2 separate regions of the Triticum aestivum genome follow, and region 1 is linked to region 2. A link is a contact called in public Hi-C data. All regions are on one chromosome and are shown on one strand. The core of a region is the stretch at or near the end of the contact, and the rest is flanking DNA. Distances in the headings are between cores, read along the strand shown.

The links. Hi-C and Micro-C count contacts between places; a contact is called where the count stands out from the background.
Region 1: a Hi-C map of leaf shows a contact between it and region 2, with 4 times the contacts expected there. The contact joins the promoter of LOC123087134 here to the promoter of LOC123087131 in region 2. A contact is called at or near these places in 2 of 5 Hi-C or Micro-C datasets (both in leaf).

Annotation. Positions count from the first base shown.
Region 1 is chr4A:580,838,563-580,842,300 of IWGSC CS RefSeq v2.1, reverse strand. It overlaps LOC123087134 (phospholipase A2 homolog 3), which reads left to right and starts at 2,465. Exons shown (of 4, transcript XM_044509049.1): 1 at 2,465-2,829; 2 at 2,950-2,998; 3 at 3,096-3,218; 4 at 3,292-3,738. The coding sequence starts at 2,686. The coding sequence ends at 3,464.
Region 2 is chr4A:580,676,381-580,680,420 of IWGSC CS RefSeq v2.1, reverse strand. It overlaps LOC123087131, which reads left to right and starts at 2,039. Exons shown (of 9, transcript XM_044509046.1): 1 at 2,039-2,418; 2 at 2,544-2,613; 3 at 3,028-3,095; 4 at 3,979-4,040. The coding sequence starts at 2,368.

The sequences.
Region 1 (3,738 bases), core at 1,216-3,715, 160 kb before region 2:
CAGAAGGTTGCGGCGGTGGAATTAGGTTTTTGGCTCCGTCTCTGATCGTTTGGGGGTACGTAGGTATATATAGGAGGAAGGAGTACGTCGGTGGAGCAACAGGGGGCCCACGAGGGTGGAGGACGCGCTTGGGGGGGGGGGGTAGGCGCGCCCCCTACCTAGTGGCCTCCCTGTTGGTTGCTTGACGTAGGGTCCAAGTCTCCTGGGTCTTGTTCGTTCCAAAAATCACGTTCCTGAAGATTTCATTCCGTTTTGGACTCCGTTTGATATTTCTTTTTTTCGAAGCCCTAAAATAGGCAAACAACAACAATTTTGGGCTGGGCCTCCGGTTAATAGGTTAGTCCCAAAAATAATATAAAAGTGGATAATAAAGCCCAATAATGTCCAAAACAGTAGATAATATAGCATGAAACAATAAAAAAATTATAGATACATTGAAGAAGTATCAATGCCCTAATTACAATAAGGGACCGAAAGAGGTTGTTGCCTATGTGGCACTTCAAAATGTGAACAGGGCGTTTTCCTCACATAGCATTGTTTGAAAATTTCCGAGATGGCACCATAGGATGGCGCCCAATCACTAGTCAAATTCATGCTCTAATTGTTTCCCAGAAACCTCAGCCTGCAATATCCTAACAAAATCTTGATGTAGCTAATCATGTGGTCTGGATTCAAACATAACCGCAGGAATAAAATAAAACTTATGCTCAAATTCTTCAGAACCAAACACCATGGGTGCATACTCCAAGGGTTTTTTTGTCAGGACAGTTTGCTACCTCTTGACCTAGTCCGGAGCCATCACACCTCAAAGGGGCGGATATTGCTCTTGGAATACCATTTTTATCTCACAATTGCTAAATGTAAGTCGCCTGAAAACAAAATTTGGGCCGGTCGGTTTTCGTAGGAAGGAGATAGCCGCCGGAGGGAAGGAAGAAGCAGCCGCCACTCGCTGGAGAAGCTACCACATGATCTATCTTAGGGTGTCAGGCTGACCCATGATCTATCTTAGGGGTGTTGGGGGTGAGATTTCAGCTCACCAGAAAAAATGGGTCATGACCGACAGGGGCGGAGCCAGACTAACAGTGGGCCCCAGACCTGCTTCATCGCAACAGCGTTCAACCGTGCAAAAAATGCTATAATCAATGAAGAAATAAATCCTCACGTCCCGGGCCTAGCCCCCCAGCCTGGGTCCTGTCTCCTCCACTGATGGCCGGTGTTAGAGGGATGACTAGGAGGCAGCAGCATGACAGTTGGGGGGAGGACTGGGCGGCGAGGCTGGCGTGGTAGTGTCGCCGGCGGTGGGCGGTGGCAGTAGACACTTAGACCGGCGTCGAGGTTGAAGAAGATGAATAGTAGCAATTTCGGGAGGTTGAAGAAGTTGATTTGGTCGTGCATCTTGCATCAGACGGCTCACAGCGACTTAGATCTAGTCATTTTTAGCAACTGATCTACTAGCAATTCCTGATGAAAAAACATTTATATTCACAGTCAAACCCACAAGTATTGCTAATATTTTTGGTCATTGGTTGGACGGTATTCCAAATAGATAAAACCTAACAAGGGTGGGAGTATATGCCTAAATGTGGTCGCAATTTCTATGTAGAAATAATTTGGGTTTTAATGACAAAAATGCTTCTCCTTTACAGGTTATTCTCCGGTGTATGCATTCACTTCGTACGTGATCTACGCTACAAAGAGCGGAGTACCAATCGTTGTTCAAGGCAGTGTGTACGCGGTTGAAGCATGCGGCTACGGAGGTTTTTCCCAACATGGGTGGCAGCATAACCCCCGGATTGACCCACCATCACTTTCAACATAGGCATAGTGTCGGTCTATAGGACTCTCGGTTTTGGTTCTTTTCTTTCTCTCAAACTTTTCGAAATTGGTTGTGTGCATTTGTTATGCAGAGGCCGGGTGTTACTCATAATGCTTTGTATCCGTTTGATGCTATATTTATATTTTTAGGTAATAAAAGCGCATCGAGAAAAAATTCCACAGCCAAACCAGCACACTCGGATCGAGCACATCAATCGACATATTTCTCCACACATTTCGACATCCGACCAGCCCGTGGAGCTCACTCAATCATGGTGGCTGACTCATATGACCACATGGAAAAGGCACGCTACGAACATGGCGAAAAGAATCGGCACGGGAGGACACTAGCACCCAACCGAGCTGACAGCCGCGAATCGCAAAGCGTACTCACTCACTCTCACGGTTCACTGAAAAATAACACCCAATTATTTTCGCCGAAAGAGACCACCCATGTAAAGGAAAAATGAAAAGTCCGGGAAGGCGCTGGATGGCACACATGGTCGCCGGCTGGATCGTTCGCCCACCGACCGACGTGGTGCATGCACGGCATCTTCCTCCGCGCTGTCGACTGCCAGCCCGTGCCCCCGCGAGCTAGCCAACAAGCCCCCCGCGCGCTCACGAGCAGGATACAACCAAAACGCCCCATCTCCGCCCCCTTTCTCTCTCTAAATCAGTGCTGCAACTAGCCAACTACAGTCGCAGATCGAGTTCTCCTCGTCGCTCCAGCCAATGCCCCCCTAGATAATATCTTATCAAGCCAAGAACGACGGCAGGGCTGGGCACGGCGCGGTATAAGTTCAGCTGCAGGCGGCCGCCGTCTCGATCGACACAAAGAGAGAGGGAGGGGGATCTGATTTTTTGAAGGGGATGGCGCATGGCAGAGGCGGTTCCCGGCGGCTGCATGCGCGTCTACTCGCGGTGGTCGGGCTCCTCGCCTGCGCCGCCGTCGCGCCGCGCTCCTCGGCGCTCAACGTCGGCCTCCAGACCCTCGACGCCGACGCCGACGGCGTGGTACGTGCACGATCTACGCATGTACTATAACCTACACTTCATAGCACGTTATTAAGCTGGGTATGCTTTGCTTTGTCGACTGATTCTCGGCGGCCGGCGGCGGCGGGGACGCGGACGCAGAGCAAGCAGCAGGCGTGCAGCCGAACGTGCGAGTCCGACCACTGCACGAGTACGCACGCGCATCAACTTCTTCTTCTTGATTAGAACTTAGAAGTAACTGCATGGTGGCTCACGCCGAGGTGTTTGTCGATGATCTCTTGACGCAGCGGCGCCCTTCCTCCGGTACGGCAAGTACTGCGGCATCCTCTACAGCGGGTGCCCCGGCGAGCGGCCGTGCGACCCCCTCGACGCCTGCTGCATGCACCACGACAACTGCGTCCTCGTCAAGAGTACGTACCCCAACAACCAATCGATCCATCAACTAAATTGTAGCCAGCGTCTGACTCTCGATCGGCACATCAGATGACTACCTGAGCACGGAGTGCAACGAGGGCCTGCTGGAGTGCCTGGCGGAGCTGCGGGCCGGCACGGGCACGTTCGAGGGGAACAAGTGCATGATCGACGAGGTCATCGACGTGATCACCGTCGTCATCGAGGCCGCCGTCGTCGCCGGCCGGGTCCTGCACAAGCCCTAGCTACATAGTACCACGGCGGCGCGCGCCGGAGCCGGCGAGCTGGAGGACAAGCAGCAAACAACTTGCTCGGTAGGTGGGTGGTGCATGCCTTTTCTGCTTGGTGTCACTCGTCAGTCACGGTGTGTGTCCGTGTCCTGTCACGCATGCACCGGCGCCTCACGTACAGTCTCGCGGGCACGGGCGTGACATGGTTGGTGCTTCAGCTAAGATCGACGATGGCGCCGGATTTTGCGACATGTATATGGGCATGGTTACCATAACCTGCTTTGCAGGA
Region 2 (4,040 bases), core at 790-3,289:
CAAATAAAAATGTTAGAATAAATCACATAATTAACATGCAAGATGATATTCTATCTGATATCCACGTGTAATTAATATATTGCCTAATATTAATGTGCATTGCATGTACATATTTACTAGTTGCTGAAAAAGAGGAGCCAACGTTATAGACATCAAAATTTCAATAATGATAACTGGCGAACGTTAGTAAATTCTGCCATTTTTTTTGTCACAAAATATCTATTCTTAGAAAATGTCATGTGTTTCTGAAAAAACTGTCAACCCCATGCAACCAAATTTGCTATCTAAAACGTTCACAAATGGCAACCCCTCCGAGCGAACCGTTCACCAGCTATTGCGGTCTAAAATATAAGTATGAATTTAGCATGCAATGAGATGAATTGTAGATATGTCTACTTGTTATTCTAATCCGTATCAACGATGGGATGAAATCGAAAAATGACCTTTTATTCATAGGGTCCGTCTAGGACACATCTAGATGTGACATAGTTATGTCACATTTAACCTGATGTCCACTATGCTTGTAGTCTATTTTTTTTGTCTCAGTTTTTCTTTGGTTTCTTGTTGCTGCGTTATTTGTGAGAGTTTAGATGTGATATCCTTAAAAAAACATCTAGATGTGAATTAGACAAACTATTATTCATAAGCGACACATGAAAATATTCAACGTTGGTCAGAATATCATCATATGCCACTAGAACATTTGCTGATTAAATCTCTAATCAAAACTTCTCATTAGTTCCATTTTGATTAGAAAGACATAAAATTACATAATGACCAACATGAACATTAGCCAAATTAATAGCCAACATTAACATAAAGCAACAATAATGCAATCCAATGTGTCATGGGGCACGATGACCCATAAGGTGGGGAGTAACTTAGACTAACGTCATGCATATGACATTAGTCTATGATACTACCTTCACACTGCAAAGTATCATAGAGGGGAGAATATCTGGTGCTTCGGGAGCTCCTGGTCCGTTCGATCTCAGATCCAGCGTCCACGGAGAGGGCTCATAATTTTTTAAAAATCCTGAGGAGTCTGATAATTACGTCGAGGTATTGTGCATCTTTAGATGACAGTTGGATCTAGATCCAATAGCAGTGCCCGCGCTGGAGCACCTAAGTTAGGTGCTCCCGGAGCACATGCTATTCTCCCTATCATAGAGCTAGTATCATAGATGATTGCATTTATTGGCCTATAGACTCAATTTTTCTAGACATGCGCTATGTGATGGTGATTAACATATTATGTTACCACAATCATCTTTTTTCTCATTTAATATTTGATTTTCCTGTCGACGACAACCTAGTACACCACATGTGTGCCCCAAAACCCTCACATTGCCTCCCCGCCTAGCTCCACTACGACTCCCAGCCGTGCTCCACCCCTTTGTGCGCCACCGATTCCTGTCGCCACCATCGCCGCCCACTTGACGACGCAAGGCGTGGGCTCCCACCCTAGGGTTTAGGGCCCCTGGGTTCACCCGCGCGAGCGACCCAGGAGGAGTCCTATGTGTAATTTGCGAACCCGTCTCCTTTAGTTTTATGTATAAAGCAGGACGAAAGCATAACTTAAACATTGCTTTGATTTTCCTGTCGATGACACACGTGTTCGAAATGGTCATCAAGTTTCAATCCACACCAGCACAATTTAGGGCCAGTTCTTTTGGGCGATTCTATCAGAATCGCCCCCTTCTCAGCTTCTCCCAGAATCACCATTCCATATGTTTTTTACAATCCTAGCTAATTAGACCTTAACTAAATAGGATTGTAAAAAAAATATGGAGTGACGATTCTGGGAGAAGCTGGAGAAGGGGGCGATTCTAGGAGAATCGCCGAAAAGAACTGGCCCTTAAGCTACAATCGTCCCTTTTCCAAACTTCACGGCGTGTGAAAGTGAGATTTCCCGTTCACCTAGGGCTAGTTTTCCATTTTGACCGTGCCTCGGCCGTGGGATCTCCAAACCACCGGTAGAACAGTCGCCGGCTGAGCCCGTGAAGTTCCAGTCTCTCCGAGGGCCTGAAGCAATCCAAGATTCGGAGGCGATCGCACCACGGTCCCGTCTCGCACAGTCGCGCATTCGCACCACCAGCGTCGCACGCATTCGCCCGCCTCCCTGTCCAGCCTCCAGCCACAAGTGACAAGTGACAAGTCCTCCTCCCCCCCTCCCAACGCGCTCCGCCGGGTCGCACCGCCGCCGCCGTCGCCGTCGACCGGACCCAGTCCTGACCCCGTTAAAAGCCCGGCCGGCGCGCGTGCTCGCTTCTCACTTCATTTTTCCTCTCAGAGAAAGGAAAGGGGGAAGGATAAACAAACAGACCAACAAACAAATCCACTGACGGCCGGGAGGAAGAAAAGGCGATGGGAACAGTGCTGGACTCCCACTTCCTGGCGCTCACCGCCCTCGTCACCGTAAATCTCTCGCGCCGCCTCCTCTGACCTCTCCTCTCCTCCCCCGCCGTCTCCGTCTCTCTGTTACCTGGCGTGTTTACTAACTGTTGCCGTTCTGGTGTTCTTGGTGGTGGTTGTGGTGCTAGGTCGGGTACCAGCTGGTGTTCTTCATCATCACAGCTCTCCTCCGCTTCGACAAGGTCACCGATTTCGCAGGTAGCACTCCACCTCCCGCGTCTTCTCCTCCTTCCTCCTTTCTTCTTGTTATTATTTTCTGTGGGGCGAATCTAGTTAAAGGCAGTGCTCTTGAAAAATATCTAGTTAAAGACCGGAGTCCATGAGCTCGATTTCTCAGCCCAGTAGGAAGCTGGTTTGGCAATTCTGTATTATGTTTTTTCGGAATCTTAATATATATATATGCTGTGCGTGTGCCAAGATTGCCATCTTGTTGTGCACGTCAATTCAGATGCTGCCTGTTCATCCTAGTAGTTAGGAGGCAGCCAGTTTCTTCAGAAATAGGTGCTCGGGTGAACCCCTTTGTCTGAGTACTAGCGTGTGTTCAATTTCTCTGCAACGGTATACCTTCGTACAATTCATTTCCTTTTTACTTATTTGTGTTCCTTTTTTCAGGCAGTACAAATTTTGTCATAATCGCCGTCCTTGTAGCAGCTTTGAAGGGAACATGGCACTTCCGCCAGGTAAATAGTAGTAGTACTAAGAACTCAGTTCACTTTGTTACTCAGTTGTTGTAAACATGACTGTTATTGCAAATCTTTTAATACAGCTGCTTATGAATGTTTAGTTCTAAAAAATTGGCTTAGTCATTGTCGTTGTCCAACTTGATGTTTCTTGTACCTTTACGGCGAATCACTCTTTTCACAATAATATACTTGAAACACATGTTCAACAGCATCTGAACGCTGCACTGTCTTTGATTACTTTTTCTTAGTTAAAAAATCCTTATTACAGTTGCAACTCTTTTAAGTTAAGCACGACCAGCAAGTTGTTTGTCTGAACCTTGCCTATAGATCGTTAGAGTTGTCATGAGTTTGATGCGTGTTTGGATTTAAAATAATTTACCATCCCTCGTATGCAGTTGAATTAGCTTGGGCATGGGTCTTACTGAATTTGCAGCAATGTGGCATAATTGCATCTCTGCACTGTCTATGCTCATAAAGTAGAAAGAATCATCTTACCACTTACATGCTACATTAAAAATTAAATCCTACATATGGTACCATGGTTCTCAAAGACTAGATGGAAACTGTATTCATGAGGTGGTGCAATGGTTATCCATACCCATTTAGTGGGAAATACAGCATCGGCATATGTCTGTTCCAATGAAATCTAGTTTGTTTTTCCATGTGGCAAAGAAATCAGGGAGTTAATACAGAGATTGGGACAGTATAAATGTTAAGGATAACCTCATTTCATTTGAACGAATATCTATCAAAGGATAGTGGTATTCCTCTGTGTTACCAACTGGATAATTGACGTGCCCATGTATTATTTTGAAGCAATGTCATCACAATTGTTTTTTAAGAAGTTCGTCCATTTCTGAACATAGACCCGTTTTTCCAGATCGTGTTGACAGTGCTTGTTATAATCTGGGGACTTCGTCTGGCAGTGTTTTTACTAATGAG